Linked DNA regions of Mus musculus: regions 2 and 3 are each linked to region 1. Evidence: chromatin contacts called from public HiChIP or PLAC-seq data. All regions are on one chromosome and are shown on one strand. Each heading gives the region's core, a stretch centred on a gene start, on an enhancer-like site or on the middle of the called end of the contact. The rest is flanking DNA. Distances are from core to core; before and after follow the strand shown. Region 1 overlaps Ophn1 (oligophrenin 1). Region 2 holds the start of Ophn1 (oligophrenin 1). Region 3 overlaps Ophn1 (oligophrenin 1).

The links. HiChIP or PLAC-seq counts read pairs in DNA pulled down with a chosen protein or histone mark.
Region 2: an H3K27ac HiChIP or PLAC-seq map of microglia shows a contact between it and region 1, with 9 times the contacts expected there. The contact joins the promoter of Ophn1 here to the enhancer-like site in region 1. A contact is called at or near these places in 3 of 39 promoter capture datasets (liver and macrophages), 5 of 115 datasets of contacts at active chromatin or transcription factors (embryonic stem cells, fibro-adipogenic progenitors, microglia and 1 more) and 3 of 9 other capture datasets (adipose tissue, liver and macrophages).
Region 3: an H3K27ac HiChIP or PLAC-seq map of microglia shows a contact between it and region 1, with 9 times the contacts expected there. The contact joins two enhancer-like sites. A contact is called at or near these places in 2 of 39 promoter capture datasets (both in liver), 1 of 484 Hi-C or Micro-C datasets (LSK cells), 1 of 115 datasets of contacts at active chromatin or transcription factors (microglia) and 2 of 9 other capture datasets (adipose tissue and liver).

The regions. Positions count from the first base shown.
Region 1 is chrX:98,772,707-98,776,336 of GRCm38.p6, reverse strand. All of the region lies in intron 4 of Ophn1 (oligophrenin 1), which reads left to right. Among named protein-coding and RNA genes, the nearest start is that of Gm26000, 40 kb to the left of the region's middle. Within about 2 kb of position 1,641, at least 13 of the 459 cell types and tissues checked have an H3K27ac peak or open chromatin away from gene starts, as enhancers often do. A contact at or near this core is called in microglia, where this site is marked.
Region 2 is chrX:98,889,303-98,892,932 of GRCm38.p6, reverse strand. Ophn1 (oligophrenin 1) reads left to right here and starts at 1,908. Exons shown (of 25, transcript NM_052976.4): 1 at 1,908-2,552; 2 at 2,679-2,851. The coding sequence starts at 2,698.
Region 3 is chrX:98,869,002-98,872,631 of GRCm38.p6, reverse strand. The region is part of intron 2 of Ophn1 (oligophrenin 1); the gene reads left to right. Among named protein-coding and RNA genes, the nearest start is that of Ophn1, 20 kb to the left of the region's middle. Within about 2 kb of position 1,906, at least 17 of the 459 cell types and tissues checked have an H3K27ac peak or open chromatin away from gene starts, as enhancers often do. A contact at or near this core is called in microglia, where this site is marked.

The DNA of each region.
Region 1 (3,630 bases), core at 392-2,891:
AGTTGTTGTGATATAGCACCATGATCAAAAAGCAAGTTGGAGAGGAAAGAGTTTATTTGGCTTACATTTCCATATTGCTATTGCTGTTTATTACCAAAGGAAATAAGGACAGGCACTCAAGCAAGGCAGGAACCTGGAAGTAGGAGCTGATGCAGAGGTCATGGATGGGTGCTTCTTACAGGGTTTCTTCCCCTGGTTTGTTCAGCCTGCTTTTCATAGAGAACCCAGGATCACCAGCCTAGGGATGACACCACCCACAGTGTGCTGGGCGCTCTCCCATTGATCACTAATTAAGAAAAGTCCTACAGCTGGATCTTAAGAAGGCACTCCCTCAAGGAAGGCTCCTTTATTTCTGATGACTCTAGCTTGTGTCAAATTGATACAAAACCAGTCAGTACAGCTGATCCCTTGTCAAAACAAACACAACACTATTAGGCAACAACCCTTTCTTGTTGATCCCAAAGATCTTACATTAAAAACATAAATAACATAAAAATCGCACATTCTTTACAAAATCAAACACATTAAAATTTCAGTCCCTGTCTCTTGACTCTATTGTCTGCCTTTGGATCCCTTTTCCCTAAATGGGCTGCCCTGTCTAGCCTCAATAGGGGAAGATGCACCTAATCCTACTGCAACTTGATGTGCCAAGTCAGTTTGATATCCATGGGAGACCTTTCCTTTTCTGAGGAGAAAGGGACAGGCACACATGGGGAGGGGAGGAGAAAGTGAGGGACTGGGAGGAGACCTGGAAGGGGGGGGCTGAGATTGGAATGCAAAGTAAATAATTAATAAAAACCCCTTAACTCAAAAATAATTTAGTCCCTTTAAAAATACTACTTTTCTTTAAAATCCAATGTCTTTTAAATTTTAAAATCCCTCAGTTGTGGGCTCCAGTAAAATAATAATAATAATAACAAAAAATAATAATAACTAATACTTTACTTCAAGAGGGAAAAATCAGGGTACAGTCACAAATCAAAGCAAAACCAAACTCTAACTGTCCAATGTCTGGGATCCACTCATGATATTCTGGAGTCCTGCAAAGGGCATCTCCAGCTCTGTCCCCTGCAGTACATAGAACATCCAGGCTGTGGCTGGCTTCACTTCACTGCTGCTGCTGTTCTAGGTGGTCATCCCATGTTACTGACATCTCAATAACAGCTGGGGTTCTCTGCTACAACTGGGCTACACTTTCCCCAACTGAGGCTCCTTTCTATCTGATGACTCTAGCTTCAGTCAAGTTGAAACAAAACCAGCCAGTTCACAAAGCTCTACACTACTGGAACAGGAATCATCCCTTTCGAGATGTGTTTTTCCTTACTCTTCCTCTTGGTTCTCTGTTACACATTTTTGTTTCACAGTTTTACATCCTTTATAAAATTGGAATCTGAAACTAATTTGGATAACAAACCATAAGGAAGTTCCTGACCCAAGAACATGACAATGGTTCTTGCTTGGTCATCTCCATAAATGAATGTAAATTGTGGCAGGAGCTATGAAGAGAGAAAAGGTGGAGAACCCAGCTGTGGTATTCTTCAAAGTAGTTGTGGGTAGCTTTAGTATCTCAGAAGTGGTGTGTAAGCGTCTGGGTTGCAGACTTCCTGTATAATGAGGAAGCCTGTCTGTATGCTTTTCTTACTCAGAATGGAGTTGGTAAAGTACAAAGTTTAAGTTTGAGGAATGATGGAAATAACATTAAGAGGCCCACACCACTGCAAACAATGTAGTTTTGAAGCCATTTTTGGTAGCTTGTTTGCCATCAATGATTCCTGAGCAATCCCGTGATAGTAGAGTGGATACCATCTCTGTTTAGCTAGACATTATTCAGCTTTAATTTTGTTGTTATTCTGTTGCAATCTGATTCTCCAGGTTTAGGTTGTGGTTTCTTGTGGTTGTGTTTCTATCGAGATACAGAGTTGGTGGTGGTGGTGGTTTTTTTTTTTTTTTTCCATAGCAAGCTCACAAAACTTAATGCAGTGGTCAGAAAGGCAAATAAAGATAAAGCTTACTTAAAAGGGATTCCTTGGGTGAATGCTGAGCTTCTAAGAAATGTAAGGTTTTAGCGGTGAAAGAGTAATAGAAACAAGGGTTCAGCATGGTTTGTTCCCATAGTCCTAGCTTTTTTTTTTTTTCTAGCAGAAAATCGTGTTATAAAAATTGGGTGACGAGGCTCATCTTATCTGTTGTGGCATGGGAGACTGGGTGTTGCTGCCAATTCACTTTCAGTGAAGCATATGCAAATACATAATTAGCCTGGATTGTCTATTAGAAACCGCTTATATACTTGCTTGTTCAGGGCAGTCCTCCCTGAACATGAAAAACTGGTAACTGTGTCCTCCAGGGTCCATCTGAATATATTGGCCCAACTGGGCATCTGTACAAATAATCGCTATCAGTGGCATGTTTTCTTCTGTTCAAAGTCAAGGCTTCCTCGGTGTTTCACAGTCACATTTTTCTGTGAGTTTGGAGCTAGTTGCTTTATGAAAACCTATTCTAAAACCTAATGGCTTATAGTAAAATTGCTTAATTATAGGCAATTTGTTAGGCAGGGACCATTGAGTATCTCTTCTTTGCCATGTAGTAACACTCACTGAACACATGGCTCATTTTAGCAGTTTGAAATGGTGTTCCTGGCAAGCTTGGAAGCCTGGGTTCTGCTGGTAGGAAAAATTGACCAGAATGTCTGCATTGAGCAGACTTTTAATCTGACTTTTAGTCTCAGGGCTACTCACTTTTTTTTTTTTTAACAATACCACCTCATATCTTGCATAAGAAGTGTGCAGAGTCAGACTTCCAAGAGAATTGCTAAACAGTTATGACCTAAACTTAGAAGTCACTTAGTGTTATTTCTGGTTGATTTGTTCAAAACAGTAACATGCCCCAGACACATTTGGGGGTGGGGGTCTGAGGACTCATCTTGTAGTGGTAGGCATGTCATAAAGAGTAAGATCATGTTTTACTACTGCTACAGTAATAAAGAAAAAAATGCTTCACTAAATAGTTCTTAATTTTCTCCAAGTAAGTAAACAAAACCCACAATCCAGTGAAGTATAGAATGTGGTGGACAAGAAAATTCCTTGTGTAGTTTTCATTGGATGAAATATGAGTGTGAGTTTTAGTATGAATTATGGACCTCTGTAGAAAAACCTCCAAAGAAGGAGGAATCATGCAATATGAATATATGGTTTATTTCCATTGGCTGATGAATACAGTTAGACATAGGGATATTAAGTGTCATTCTGGGGGAAATATTTGTCTGGGTAGGACCACATAGGATCTGGAAGGAGGTGATCAGTAGAGATATGACGAGAAATAAGAGTCACAGATTCTGGGAGATCATATAGGTAAGATGACTGTTTTTATAAGAGGCAGCAAAGACAAGAACTATTTCTTTTGGAATTTTTAATCAAAAAATTATTTTGTTAAGTAATACATACATGAGTATTTACAGAATTTCCACCCATCGTCCCCTGACACGCCCTCCCCACGAGAATTTTGGCTTCTTTTAAAAAAACACAAAAATATTCTGGTAATATGTTTTTGTTTTAATCTTACGTGTGGGACGTGGCACTCTTCAGATTATGACTCTAGCAGAGGCATTGTTTTGTCAGCTGCAGATAGTTTCTG
Region 2 (3,630 bases), core at 659-3,158, 120 kb before region 1:
CATTGTCATTGCTGTTTAATTTCTTGTATCCCCTGGCTGGACTAGATATGTAGAGCAGTCTGACCTTAAACTCAAAGATCAGCCTGCTTCTGTCTCTTGAATTCTTGGATTAAAGGGGTGCACTATCACGTCCAGACACATGTATGATGGTTTATATGATTTATATCAATTTATTGGAAGGTAAACAAATGGCCCTTCAGGATATTTAAATCCCTAGAACCTGTGACTATATTGTCTTAAATGACAAGGACTATGTAGATGTGGTTAAATTAAGAATCATGTGATAAAATGATTATCCTGGCTTATCCTATGAATCTAATGTAATTCTAAGAGTCCAGAAAAGGAGCAGGGAAGGCAAAAGAGTCAGGGTAACATTAAAGTGGCATGAGAAAAGACCTGGTAAACCATTGTTGACTTCAAAGATTGACAAAAGCTTTGAGGGCAGCTTTTAGAAGCTACAGAAAGCAAGGAAATGGATTTTTACTTGGAGTCCAGAAGAACATAGACATTCTGACATCTTGACTTTAGCTTAGTGGTGTTCATTTCCAGTGTTCACTCCCACAATTTAAAATAATACATTTGTGTTAATTTAAGCCACCCAGAGCAGGGCGGTGGTGGTGCACGCCTTTAATCCCAGCACTTGGGAGGCAGAGGCAGGTGGATTTCTAAGTTTGAGGCCAGTCTGGTCTACAAAGTGAGTTCCAGGACAGCTAGGCTATACAGAGAAACCCTGTCTCAAAAAAAAAAAAAAAAAAAGTAAAAACACAGCAATTTTGGCCGGGCAGTGGTGGCGCATGCCTTTAACTCCAGCACTTGGGAGGCAGAGGCAGGTGGATTTCTAAGTTTGAGGCCAGTCTGGTCAACAAAGTGAGTTCCAGGACAGCCAGGACTATACAGAGAAACCCTGTCTCAAAAAAAAAAAAAAAAATTACAAACACAGCAATTTTGGCCAGGCAGTGTTGGCACATGCCTTTAATCCCAACACTTAGGAGGCAGAGGCAGGCGGATTTCTGAGTTTGAGGCCAGCCTGGACACTACCGAGTGAGTTCCAGGACAGCCAGGGCTACACAGAGAAACCCTGTCTGAGAAAACCAAAAAAAAAAAAAAAAAAAAAAGCCACCCAGTTGGAGGTAATCAATCAGTTACAGAAGCAACCAGACATCAACACAGGTAGCTTAGCTATTATTACTGTATTTCCCATTTTTTCTTCTTGCTTTTACTGATATAATTTAATGTAAACACTGCTGCAAATATAGTTTGCCTAACTGCAGCCACTCTTAATTTGAGAGCTGTCTTTATAAGCAGTCCAGGTTCTCCTACAATAGACAATGAACAAAAGGCCTTTTGGATAAACAGAAAGACAATTTATAGTAACTTCATTTTAGGTTCTCCATTAACAGACAGCAAATCACATGCTGTAGTTATTAGCCTGACCATTGATTTGGGTCACAGAAACCACTCTGTGAGGCCCTCCCTACTCAGGAACATGTTCAAATCCACCCTCTGTTTCTTCACCAGAGGTTTCTGGGCCTAGAAGAGATGCTACAGTAGGCACCAAACCCCGTGAAAATTAGTGTCTTGTACTAGGAGACACAGAAAAAGGAGGAAAAGAGTTGGTGGGTCAGAGGAAGGGTGAAAGAGGAAAGAAAAAAAAGAGGACTATCCAACCGAGCACTCGTGAGAGACAGCCTCCCATTATCCATCCTTTTGGGTTTTGCTACATTTATGGAAACTTTGCACGCATCCTCGGGGGCCTGGGCGGTACACCTGCCTCTCTAGGATTGTTGTGCCTGGGGCCGGCTTAGGGAAGTAGAACTAGGAGAGCGGCCACCCTGGAGGGTTGGTGGGAGACCGCAGGGTGGAGTCATGGGACGAGAGAACGGAAAGACTACATATCCCAGGCCGCCACGCTTTCCAGATGGAGTCCTAGGGCGCTGACTGCTCCCCAGTTTCCGTAGGGAAGCGCCGGGCTACCACAGCTATTGTGCGTAGCGTTGTCGCCCTCCTCTTCCCGCTGCCTGCTGCTGTGTTGTTGGAGGAAAGCAACGTTTCCTTGCCGCCGGGCTTAACTCTCTAAGTGCCAAACCCCACATCACGATGGCTCCCGGGAACCAGTAGGCGGTCTCTGCAGCTTCCGAGTTGTGGGCGACGAGCCCTGAAGACCCGAGGAAGACATCCAAAGGGATCCTGTGCTCTCGTTCGGTCTTGGGGTTAGGGCTCGGCCAGCGTGAAAAGGTGGCATTGGCTTTAAGAAGGGGGAGGGGAGGCACAGTCTGCCTCTCTTGGGGAGCCGGGGAAGGAAGCCTTAGGCTGGCTTGGGAGCGCAAAGAGGCGGCCCCCGCGCCCGTGCTCTCCCCGCCTCTACCCTGGGACGCCCGGGACACAGCGTTGTGCTTTGGGGAGACGATGACCAGGGGGCGTGCTGCTCCCTAGGCTGCACCCTGCCGGCGTCAGAAGACGTTGGTAAGCACTCCTGGTCACCCGCAGCCACCACCGGACTACGCGCTCCAGCTACACACCAGCGGGCGCTCCCAAGAGTTTCATTGGAACAGGTACCTGCCTTCCAAAGGGAGTGAGGCTAAGAGTCGCTAGAAGTGGCTCCTGAACACAAGCCACTGACTGGGTCTATTCTGCCGATTATGCCACTGATGCTCTCGCTCTTTGTCTCTAATCCCTAGCCCCTCCGCTATCCTAATCATGGGGCATCCCCCGCTGGAGTTCAGCGACTGCTACCTCGACAGCCCCGATTTCCGCCAGAGGCTCAAGTATTATGAAGAGGAGCTGGAGAGGACCAATAAATTCATCAAAGACGTGATCAAAGACGGCAGCGCGCTTATCAGCGCTATGAGAAGTAAGTGGAAGGCTTCCATGAGCTGTTTGTCTGAGTAGGTGGTTCTGGCCTTTAAACCTTTCCATACCACGGCAGGCGGGGGGAGGGGGGGTGGCTAGGAAGATCTGCAGTGACTTTCAACCCAGATCTCTGGGTCTGATGGGTTTCTGAACATTTGACAGAGGGGTCTGTAGAAGTGGAAAGTGGTGAAGACAAGTAGAACTCTGGGGCCTTTCCCTTTGGTGGCTCTGACCTTGTAAGACTTAATCTGCAGCTGAGACAGAGACCCTCTAGCTTTGGATTCACTCTTTCTTAGTAGATTCTTATTGAGACAGCCTGCCCAACCTGTCGGACACGGGCAACATTGCAGTGCAATGCAAGCTGACTTCCATGCTTACCAAGGAACTACCCCACCACCCCCTAAAGAATTGGGAATGTAAGGCTTTAGCTCCAGTATAATGATGTTTGTCCTAGGCTCCGGTTATTGAAGAAAAGTGTGGGGCAGTAAAAATGTACCCTTCCCCAATCATTTTCTAATGATCGTTGATTGGCTTTACCTACTACTGAATTCTGTCTCAGCGTGGAACAAAGACCTGTCTAGTTAGTTCATGGTCCAGGGGGCCCAGATCCCCTGGGTCTAAAATGCAGGACCTAGGGTGTGGAGTTGCAGCCAGGAAAGGACTTTACCTAGCTTTGCTTTTTCCGTGGTCAGAGCTTCCTTTTTATTTCTGCTAGTTGTCAGGAGGCTCAAAGAAAAAGAATAGTGAACATCCCCAATGAGAAAGAGAATAAGCAAGCCA
Region 3 (3,630 bases), core at 657-3,156, 96 kb before region 1:
CTTGCACACTTCCAGCACCCCTATCAGGGTCCTAAGCTTCCCCTTGCTGCAAGACCCTAGGAGCCCCTTTCAGGTACCTTGCCTTACCATGTCTTGGTTTTTCATTTGCTCTCTTAGCCAACCGACAATTTATCTGCTCCACTTCAAACAGTGATTTCAATCAAGTCTTTCAGATCCATCACTGTCACATGACAGGCAGCATCCATTCAAAGAGGTCACAAGTAGCTGCAAGGAGAGAGGGATTTAGAACTATTCCTTTGCCTCCCTCTTACCCATGTGCCTTCAATCAGTTCCTGCTTCCTTGGCAGTAGGGGGATAATTGGCATGGTTTTGTAGCAGTGCCCCATTATAGGGATTTCCACTGCAGTAGGCAGCTTTGTGCTAGCTAGCCTATGCCTGGCACCATTACTGAGGCAATTGTTGCTTTTGGGTCAGGTCTAACAAGTCCGGCAAGATCTGGCTGATTAAAGCATTCAGTTGCCCACTGGGCAAGGCAGCACTTGCTTGGTTGGTCTTCTTTCCAGGGAGAATTTTGAAGTGTGTGTGTGTGTGTGTGTGTGTGTGTGTGTGTGTGTGTCCTTTAAGGAGTTAACTCTTCTTGGTAATGTGTGGACCTCCAGTAGCCTCTGGCTATTCTGGAAATTTCTGATCAGTTGCGTTACACAGGTTTCTCATGACATGCATCTGCGTTTATGAGCCAAGCAAGAGTTAATAACATAATGTTCATTTTTTCCCCTTTTTAATTAACATGTAGTAACTCTATTATGGGCTACAGTGTGATAGTTCACTCCATAGATACAATACACACTGATCAAATAACAGTAAGTTTCATTGTCTTACAATGTTTGATATTTGTAGACACTAAGTTCTTTCTCGAGTTCTTTATAACATATATAATTACATTGTGAACTTTAGTCACCCTAATGTGCTGTAGAACAACACTTATTGCTCTTGTCTATATTTTGGTGCCCATCATTTGATTTCCCTCCATTTTCCTTCCCCTTATCCCCTTTCAGTCTCTAGTACTTAGTATTCTGCCTCCTTCAGTTTGAGGTAAACTTTTGAGGTAAACTTTCACAGATAAACAAGAACCTGCTGTGTTCATTTTCCTGTTCATGACTTATTTCATGCAGTATACTGTCTGTCCTCCAGTTCCATTAATTTTCTCACAAATGATAGTGCTTTGTCTTTTATGCCTGAATCCATTGCATGCAATTTTCTTAATATCCTGGTGTTTAAAGCCAGGCGTGGTGGTTCATGGCTACAGTTCTAGCACCAGAGAGGCTAGAGGATCGCTGCAAGTTGGAGGCCAGTCTGGGCTACATAGTGAGTTCCAGTCCAGCCAACACTATGTAGCAAGACTCTGTCCCCAAACAAGACAAAAATCTAGAAAAAATGTTAATGAAAAATTCTCCCATCCTCCTGGCAAAAAAAAGAGAAATGTACCACTGCTGTCATTAGCTTTGAAATGCTCTGTAAAGTTTTTCTTTGAAGATAATTGGTGGAGGGAAACTCTGTAGTCTTGCATCATTCCTCGTTTGCTCTTTATTGAAAGTTCTAGAACTAAAGGAAGATGGGGTAAAGAGTAGCCATTTTCTTTTCTGGAGGTCTTTTGTCTCTCTTTGTACTAAAGCAGGGGTCAGCATCTTACCCAACACTCATTTTTATAATAATATCTACTTTTTCAAGAACATAATCATAATGCATAAGCCCACCCCTTTGATTTGAGATATTCAATGGTTGGTGTGGCAGATGGCAGAATTAGTTCATTGAATCCGGGAAACAGTAGCACTCACAAGACTGAAATAAACAGAGCAATGTTGATTGGCTGTGGTTGGCTCTGGCAAGGCATCTCATTCCTTGACTGTGTCTGGTGTTGGCTGGGCTTGTGTAGTGAGGTGTGCAAGGAAGTGCTTCTGGAAATAGCCTACTTCCTCATACTTTATGAATGCTTGGTATCCAGATGGCACTCTGAGGTAACTTGCCACTTGAATGGGCAAAGGGTTGTTTTCTTAGTTCCCACCCTGGGGTATAACACAGTGTCAGTTCTCAGTTCTGATCTAGGAGTTTTGCTTTCTCAAATGCCCACTCAAAATCACAATAGTTCAATGGTTCTCTAGTATAAAGTTCTCTTCTCTTCCCTTCCCTTCCCTTCCCTTCCCTTCCCTTCCCTTCTCTTCCCTTCCCTTCCCTTCTCTTCCCTTCTCTTCCCTTCTCTTCCCTTCTCTTCCCTTCTCTTCCCTTCTCTTCCCTTCTCTTCCCCTCCCCTCCCCTCCCCTCCCCTCCCCTCCCCTCCCCTCCCCTCCCCTCCCCTCTCCTCCAGTTTGGACATAGTTTAGTTATGTTGTCTAGGCTCATCTCAAATTTCCAGTCCTCTTGCCTATTATGTTCTATCTTTGGGTATTTTGGATCATTTATGAAGGTCCTTTTGTGTGTATCTATTGCTTTGGAACTTTGAGCTCTGAGATGAACTTTTCAGTTGAGGTGATATAGAAGCAATCTGCAGCTCTGGTCTTAGAAAAAGGCAAGGTGTTGATGTTACACTCTCTCTTTGTCATAAGGTAACAGGGGCTCATTTCTCTCTTTGATAAGTTTGTGAATTTCTTGTTCATTAAAGGGGCCAGAGAGCAGCTCCCTTTATAGTCAACAATGATGTAATATACTAAGCAATGAAGGAGATGGGACAGGAACCACAGAAGTCACCACAGGGCACACTGCCCGGGCAGGCTGTTTGCAACTGGCTAGATAATATTTCACTGAAGCCTGAAGAAAAGGAATGGTGTGAATAACCTTTTAGTTTCTTCGGTTCCTATATATTCTTTGTGTTTGATTGTATGATTTTTATTTCAGTGGCATTATTTTGGGATGATTTGATGAGGATTTTTTTTTCCCTTGAAGTGTGTGGCAACTTATGTGATTTCTGATAACTTTACCAAAATGAAGTGAGCTGGACAAGCTTAGCTTGAGAGAGTAATCACAGGTTCTCCTTTGTAAGCAGGTCAGAGAGAATATAAAACTGACTTGTAGAAGAGGTTCAGAGAGGTGCTTGTGGGTGTGTGGATGGCGGGAGTCTCCCTCAGTTGTTCCCTATCTTTTTTTTTTTGAGACAGTGTTTTTCCTTGAACCGGGAAAGCTTCTGTTTGGAGTTAACCTTTGTTTTGCTGTCTTGAGACAGAGTCTAAGAAATGCCAGGTAGGCCTGGACCTGTCTGAGGGTGAGGATGCAACCTCATATATTTGGCTAGGCTCACTTCCCCTCCCCGCCCCCAGCACTGTGGTTACAGATGTGTGCCACTATGCCGAGGCTTTGCATGGATACTGGGGATGCAAAGTCAGGTTTTCGTGTTTGCATGGTAAGCACTTTATCCACGGGAATGCTTACCTATTCTCTACCACTTTCTTAAAGTCTCAATTTTCTCAACTTCATGGAGACTGTAGTGCCAACTTCAGTCACTGAATATATGTATAAGACAATGTAATTGAAAATAAAACCTTCCCCCACACCATGCATGTCTGCAGTGCTGGGGACCGAATTCAGAGCTGTATACATGCTAAGCAAGTGTTGATCTTTATCATCAGAGTTAAAAATTCTTAATAAACTATTTAAGTACTTACACATATATTTATGGTA